2 separate regions of the Mus musculus genome follow, and region 2 is linked to region 1. The links are chromatin contacts, called in public Hi-C maps. All regions are on one chromosome and are shown on one strand. Each heading gives the region's core, a stretch centred on a gene start, on an enhancer-like site or on the middle of the called end of the contact. The rest is flanking DNA. Distances are from core to core; before and after follow the strand shown. Region 1 has its middle 7.2 kb from the start of Olfr61. Region 2 has its middle 18 kb from the start of Olfr541.

The links. A called contact is a pair of places that touch in the nucleus more often than the background predicts.
Region 2: a Hi-C map of liver shows a contact between it and region 1, with 4 times the contacts expected there. The contact joins two enhancer-like sites. A contact is called at or near these places in 1 of 39 promoter capture datasets (liver), 2 of 484 Hi-C or Micro-C datasets (both in liver), 1 of 115 datasets of contacts at active chromatin or transcription factors (liver) and 2 of 9 other capture datasets (adipose tissue and pancreatic islet).

The regions. Positions count from the first base shown.
Region 1 is chr7:140,628,746-140,632,297 of GRCm38.p6, forward strand. No RefSeq gene overlaps it. Among named protein-coding and RNA genes, the nearest start is that of Olfr61, 7.2 kb to the right of the region's middle. Within about 2 kb of position 2,041, at least 4 of the 459 cell types and tissues checked have an H3K27ac peak or open chromatin away from gene starts, as enhancers often do. A contact at or near this core is called in adipose tissue and liver, where this site is marked.
Region 2 is chr7:140,720,120-140,724,028 of GRCm38.p6, forward strand. It overlaps the pseudogene Olfr542-ps1. Among named protein-coding and RNA genes, the nearest start is that of Olfr541, 18 kb to the left of the region's middle. Within about 2 kb of position 1,257, at least 5 of the 459 cell types and tissues checked have an H3K27ac peak or open chromatin away from gene starts, as enhancers often do. A contact at or near this core is called in adipose tissue and liver, where this site is marked.

The DNA.
Region 1 (3,552 bases), core at 791-3,290:
GAACATGAGAATACCAGGAGATTCTGGGAGATGTGTGTGGAGTGTGGAGGAGGAAGTGCTCCTACCTATGAGATTCCTCTGACCACACTCATCCACACCAGTCTTCAGGGATTTGGGGTTTATGAAGCCAAGAGGTGTTTTTTAATTGATCCTACGAGATTTCTCGTTGGATTTCTATCCCAAGAGGTACCAGGACAAACATCTGCCCCTGGTCTCAGAAAATCACTGGAATTTGTGAAGGTCAATTGATACTCAACACAAAGGAAGACAGCTTCAGAAGGACAAAAGACTTGGTGCTTGCAGGAGAGAAAGTCAGTGCTCAGCACAGTGGTCACTGTGTGGGAGCCATCTGTCACTTCAATTCACTGGGACAGAGACAGGTGAGTGAAGACTTTCACAGGTTAATAATGGTACTCCAAGTAAAAGATAACTCTCTAAAAATGGCATTTGTCCCCATTTTTGGAAATCTGTACAGAGAGACAGAAACACAGAAGGGTTAGGTACTCAATGGATCCCGGGTTTGATGAAGAGTGCTGGGTCAGAGATCCAAAAACAGAATATGATAGAAAGATTTTGTTTCCTGCTCCATTGTATAAACAGCAGAATGTCTAGTTTCTAATCATGATCAAAGAGTTTGTTAATTTCTGTTATATTTGCCTTATGGTCATAACTAGACATATTCATTCTCCCACAGTATTCCCACAAGTTAAGATGAAAATAACAAATTTTCATATTGATGTCTAGATAGTACTTTTAATGTACCCCTTTTGGTCATTGGTGTCCATAGAGATTGGTGGAAAATGCCATAAAAGAGATTTTCTTACCTGTTGTTCTGAGGATAGAAAATGCTCTTTACCTTGAGTTGAAAACATCAGTCCAGCCTCCTGGAGTTAGAATTGCCCTATCTGCTCCAAATCGGGGTTGGCATGACTGGGAGTCACTTAAAGAAACAATTACAGCTGTCTAACATTAAGTATCAAGAAAAATGACCAAATAATGGGGGGGGTGTTAATAGGGCTGGAGGTGCAGATGCTTCCTCCTCCACTTTTGCTATCTTGACCACAGTATCTGCAGACATTCTAGTTCCTGACCCTGGTGAGGAGCCTCAGCTGCTCTGCTCCTGGCTCAGGCTCAGCTTCTGACGCTTTTCAGGTCAGCCTTGCTGAGATCTGGCTTACAGGTAACCATGAGAGGCTGTTGTGAATTTGTTCCCACAGACTCCCCACCTGGACACTAGATTCTCCCCTATCCTCTTAGGCACAAATGGGCACATAAGCAATCAAAGCTAAATTCCAAAGAGCATGATAGATTCCAGGAAAGAGGGCTCAAGGAGAGATAGCTACTTCTCTACTTCGCAGTGTGCATTGGTGAAGTTGGGAAATGTATTAATTACTTTTTGCTTCTGTATGACAGTATCATATCTAAATATTATAACATTGTCTGCTAGCCCAATAGGAATGGCAGGCATCAAAATATCGCTTGCCAAATACGATGTGTATGAAGTGACTATTGATCTACAGTTTTCCAAAAGTGCCATTTATGAAATATTCCAAAACCAAATTTGTTTATTTGGCTACTGGATACACCAGTACATAGCAAGTCCCAGTAGTCCAGTCCAAGTAAAATGGAGTCCTGGTCTACTAAAGTGATCTCCAACCAACATCTTCTCCCTGTGATTTATGTTCTGCGATAAACGACAAATGTTGAGTAGGACTCAGTACAAATACTGAGACTCCTCTATTATACTGTGCAGGGAATGTCTGGATTGATCATGATGAGAAGCAGCGAAGAATACCACTTGGCAAAATGCACAAGATGAAGTTGATATTGCTTCTGTGAAGCCAACAGATAATATGTAGGATGCTGAGACTATCAGAAAGTCCTGTGTCTAATCTAGCCTCTGCCCAACACAGATTTAGGGTCATAACCTTTTAATCTCTCTGTTGTTTTTTTGCAAGAACATAGCTCCGCCCCTACCCCCTGCTCTAGTTCACTAGCCTGTCACAATTTGGACTTAGAAATCCCAGAACTAGAAACCTGTCTAATTTCACAATTTGTTCCAGTTCTGGGTACTTCAGAGCTCACATACAAGAGCCTTGATGGTGTCTCTGTCTGCTAGGACAGGGGCTCCTTATTCATCATGTTGTTACAGGCTCTTACAGGTTGTCACTTCACTGTCAGTGTCAAGACCCTGAAGCAAACTCTTAATGCCTTTACTGATCATGCTTAATGGATTCAGACATTTGTTGTAATTACTATGTTCTTGCTACTAAGTGCTCTCAGTGAGAGCAAGTAGAATATGGTATTTTTTAATGTATTTAATTCAGATTTGATCAAAACATTTTGTAAATGTATTGGTGGAATCATTGAAGTCTTTTTGTGTTCAGTTCAGACCTGTCTCCTGCTATGCACACTCATATTCCATCTCTCACTATTGTAAAGTGAGTGCACAAGTGTACATATTGCCATTGGATTATGCATGTGGCAAAGGCATTGCACTCCACTGTTCAAAAGACATGTCCCTCTAACCTCTAACCTCTAACCTCTCCTATAACAATCCTACTTCACACTCTCTCCCCTTGTCATTGGTGTCTCCTTTCTCCACCTAAAGGCATGTGCTCCCATTACTCTAAATATACATTGCATTTGCCCTAACACACTTAAAATATTTTCAAGATAGATGTCAAGGATTTGATTAAAGGACACTTAAAAAGTGAAAGCAATCTTTTTATATGCTTGCTTTTTAAAACCATTTTGTGTTTTATGGAATGCTTTCTTTCATGTAGCCCAGTTCCATGAAGATATAGGGCATCTTCATAATCCGAGAAGTCCTATACATTTTGTCAGGGCACAATAATTAGGAAGTAACACATATGCATCTTCTTCTATAGATCAGCTTTTAAGTGCATTTCCCTCCCCATGAACACATATAACTTTATTGTTAACAGTTATTTTTAATATCTTAAACTTTGGACTCCATACGTATCATTGTCTGGTTATAACTGGCTTTTCTGTGATATATTTTTCTGAATTAATATCATGAGTAACAATAGCTGTCATGAATGGTGTCAATCAATACTGGTATTTGTAATAACAAGTCGCTGCATATGTTGATGTGTCATAGGTTGATATTTCAACATGGTTTATACATATTCTAAGTAAAGTTTATTTGTTCTAAGTAAGTTTGCTTCTGTGACTTTGTCATCTGTCTTGTCAAGCTTTGAGCTTATCTCTTCTCACTGTTTGTGAATACATGAGATGATTGTGGAGTGTAGTCACTCCACTATGCAGAGCCCTAGAACTTGTTTTTCTGCCTAAATGAAGTCATCTACCACCTCTAAATCTTACAAAACTCTTTTCTTCCCCTCATCCATGAATATTTTTAAGACTTGAGGAAAGGGAGTGATCTAAACCTTCTGTTTAGGTCTGAGCACACCAAAGTTTGTATTCTGTACTTATTGACCTTTCTGCTAATTCTTATCTACTGCAAGAAGAAGTTTCTCTGCTGAGTATTGTATGATGGACTAATCTATGCATATAGCAGTAAATCAG
Region 2 (3,909 bases), core at 7-2,506, 91 kb after region 1:
CCATGAGCCATAGGCTTGTTGAGTCAAGAATGGTTACCAGGCACAAAGGCAGAAAAGCCATAGAGTACTTTGGGGTTCACGGGCCTGTGACAGAGAGGAGGGCTCCCTGAGATAACATATTTGAGATACATCATGGTAATGATAGAATCAACCAGGAAGACTGATGGATCACAGAAAGTAAGGCTTATAAAAGACCCGAGTTTATGAAGAGAGATGTGGGCAAGAATAGACCATACAGAAGTATCAGAGTTTATGAAGAGAGATGTGAGCAACCAGAGAGCACACAGAAGTACCAGAGTGTGGGTTCCCAAACCAGATGAGCACTGCCCATACCCTGGAGAGCTCTCAGAAAACATGGTGGGAGTAGGGCTGATCTCTACCCAAATCAGGCTTGTGCCTGCTCAACTCCATAAAGACAAAGACCAAGTAATGATAAAGCCAGTTCAATCTTTGTTTCCCCTGCCAGAGAACTGGCTTCTCAGAAATCATGTAACCAGCAGTCTGCTAATATAGCTGTTATGCTTGGAAGGTCCCTGCCCCTGCTGAAATACTTCCTCCCTTTTCCTTTCTCCTCTCTCTCCTGAGTCTAGCTCTATCATATAGCCTCTCTATTTCAATAAAGGAGCTGTTCTCTGACAGTCTCCTTGTTATCTATACCCACCATACTCTCCGCTGCCTTAGACCCTGATCCAATATGTGACAGTCATTTGGGGGTGGGGGGCACACATCGGAGAAAGGATAGTGAGTGAGATCCCAGGAGACAAGGTTATACAGAGTCTACAAGAGACATCTCAGCATGTCTTTCCAAGAGGTGCCGGTGGTTATGAGAATGTTTGCTCTGAGGGTGAAGGGTACAAATTCATCTTCACAACATCACCAGAGTACAACTTGGGAGGAGCAGATCACAGAGTAGACAGGCTCTGAATAAATAATGCTCTACTACACGATGGCGAGAACCTAAATCTAAACAATGAAAGTTTCAAAGGTAGAAACTGAAAAAAATAAATAAATGAAGGAAATTGGGTTTAGAAAATAAATAGAAGGGGTGGGTGATGGATAGACAAGCTGCCAAGAGAGAAACACGCTCACTCCACCCCCTTATGTCAACAGACTAAGTTTTAAGGTGGTAAAGTATGAAAAACGGACATTGAAGTTTTGGACTATGACCTTGTCTCCGAGGCTTGTAGACACAGGAATAGATCCAGAGCTGTTCAGTGCTAATGTCGAGTGCCAACCAGACAATAGTGACTGGGCTCATGTTGCAACGGTTCTCAGAACAGCTGAGTTGGTGAATGCTCCTGCTTGGCTGTATCCTGTCTTTCTACGCCATAGCATTCCCAGACAATGCAGCAAACATCATTCTGGAGTCCAGCACTGGGCTCCACAGAACCATGTACTTTTTTCCTGTGCAACCTGGCCACCATGGATATTGTCTGTACCTCATCGGTGCTTCCCAAGGCCCTAGTTAGCCTAGTGTCTGAGGAAAACACCATCTCCTTCAAGGAGTGCATGGCCCAGCTCTTCTTCCTTGTCCAGTCTGCATCCTCTGAGCTGCTGCTGCTCATGGTCAATGCTATGACTACGATGTGGCCATCTGCTGTCCCTGCACTGTAATTTTAGGATAAGCCCACAGCTGTGGGAACTAAGCCATGGGTATGTGGTCCATATGAGCACTAAATGCATCTGTGCACACTGGTCTGATAATGTGGCTGCAAACAGCGTCATGATTCTCATGGCCAAAGACTTCTATGGAGGTATCAACTTCTTGCTGACCCTACAGTCCTGTGGCTGCAACTCAACCTCACACTACCCAGTAGCCTGTGCAGTGCTTATCCATGCTCTGTGCTTGTGTCAGCACCCCTTTAAACGACATCCTGGAAAGTAGCAGTGTCTTCAGTGCTGTACACAGTCCTGAGCCCTACCTTGAACCTGCCCATCTATACACTGGGAAATAAGACCCTACAAGCCATGGGAGACGTGTGCAACTTTTTAAGCTGCAGATGGAAATGCACAAGCTGCCCTTCAGGCTTATGCTCCTCTCACACTTGCCTTACTGAGAGTAGCTCCATGGAGTACAGAGGCAGCTGTCATAATAAAGAAAAGAGCCTTCAGTCATAGGTGATGGCACTGTATTGTCGGCCCTGCTGTGTTATTTTGGTTGGGCCTCAGGGGTCTGTGGGTCATCAATAAATGTCTCATTTTCAGAACCACCACCTCAGGCTCCTGACGTGCTCTTCTCCCATCTAGGTTAATATTCCAGGGCAACACCGCCACAGAGCTTGGCTTCTCTCAGCCTTTGCTTAGTTACCACTACTCCTTTTTATTGTCCCAATGGTCAATATCACTCTTTCCCAATTACTCACGCTGTTAGTGGATGAGCTAACTTTTCTCGTTGCTTTGATAAACTAACAGGAGCAACATAACAAAGGTTTGGGGTTTGGCTCACCATGGCAGAAAACACGTGATGGCAGAAGTGCCACATAGACACATGGCATCCACATTAGAGAGCAATGAGTGTTCATACTCAGTTCACTTTCTTCTCTTATACAGTCTGGGTCTCTAGACCATGGAATAGTGATGCCCCATAGTTAGGGCAGGTCTTCCCACCTTAACTACTGTAATCTAGATAATCTTTCACTGACTACCAAGAATCTTGTCTCTGGTGATTCTGGTTCCTGTTAAGTGAATCATCAATATTAGCCATCACAAGTGGGGGTAATTAATAACCTATTCTTGGCATCTTCTCCCTCCCTCAATACATTGTCATGTTCTGTTCTTCAAAATCTTCTATATACCATGCCCCCAACCTTTCCTCATCAAACAAAAATGACCTGTTTTTGCCTCCTGAACTTAGGCTCCTTGGTTACTCCTCATTCTATCTGAAATTTTTCAGGTAGTACCTAATTCTACTCTAATTTCTTAGCATATATAACTAATCCTATCTCCAATCTACATATCTGCATAGTGACATATCTCTCTGAACATACTTTAATTCCTGTAATGTAGTGTGATTTGTTTTTATGTTCCTGGCCCTTTAAAGGATCCCCAGTGGCTAGTCAACTGGCTCTTTGGGAATGCTTCACTGTTAGAACTGTTTGGCCCTATAACCTTTAGAGTCATGCCTCTTGGACTTCTGAGAACAGTAAAGGACATGAAAAGCCAGCAGAGGCTGAGGGAGAAGAGAGTAGAGTCCAGGTGGCAGGAGAGTATGGTCAGAAAGTAGAGTTAGAGAAGAGAGGTGGTGCAGGAAGAAAGAAGACTGAAGAAGAGAAGAGACTGAGCAGACTGAAAATGAGTGATGTTGAGCCAGGAGAAGTTGAGTTGAGCCAGAAAAAAATGTTGTTAGGATGGAGGAGTCCAGCTCCAGGTGAGGGTCAGGGCCTGATACAGGTGGATAGAAGAGTAGTGAGGAAGGAATCAGACATGGGACACTTTTTAGTTTCATTTCATGAGAGAAAGGGCAGAAAGGAAGCACATCTCAGTATGGCTTTACCTACTCTGCCAATCTATGTCCCTCACAGGCTTAACTTACAAAACCATCTACTCAAAAACTTTAATCATTGATTACATAATTTCTCAGGGTACAATCTTCCTTGATTACATAAGCACATAAAAGAAACAAAGTGAGCAAACAGCAAATTTTATGAAAATTAAAAATTGACATTATGATAAAAATCAGTTTTAACTCAATGTCTTTTTCCTTAAGATCTGTTTAGTTAAAGCCTTGCAGTTACAGAAATGTTCAGCAGATTTATGAAATTCCTAGCCAAATGGATGGACCTGGAGGGCATCATCCTGAGTGAGGTAACACATTCACAAAGGAACTCACACAATATGTACTCACTGATAAGTGGATATTAGCCCCAAACCTAGGATACCCAAGATATAAGATACAATTTGCTAAACACA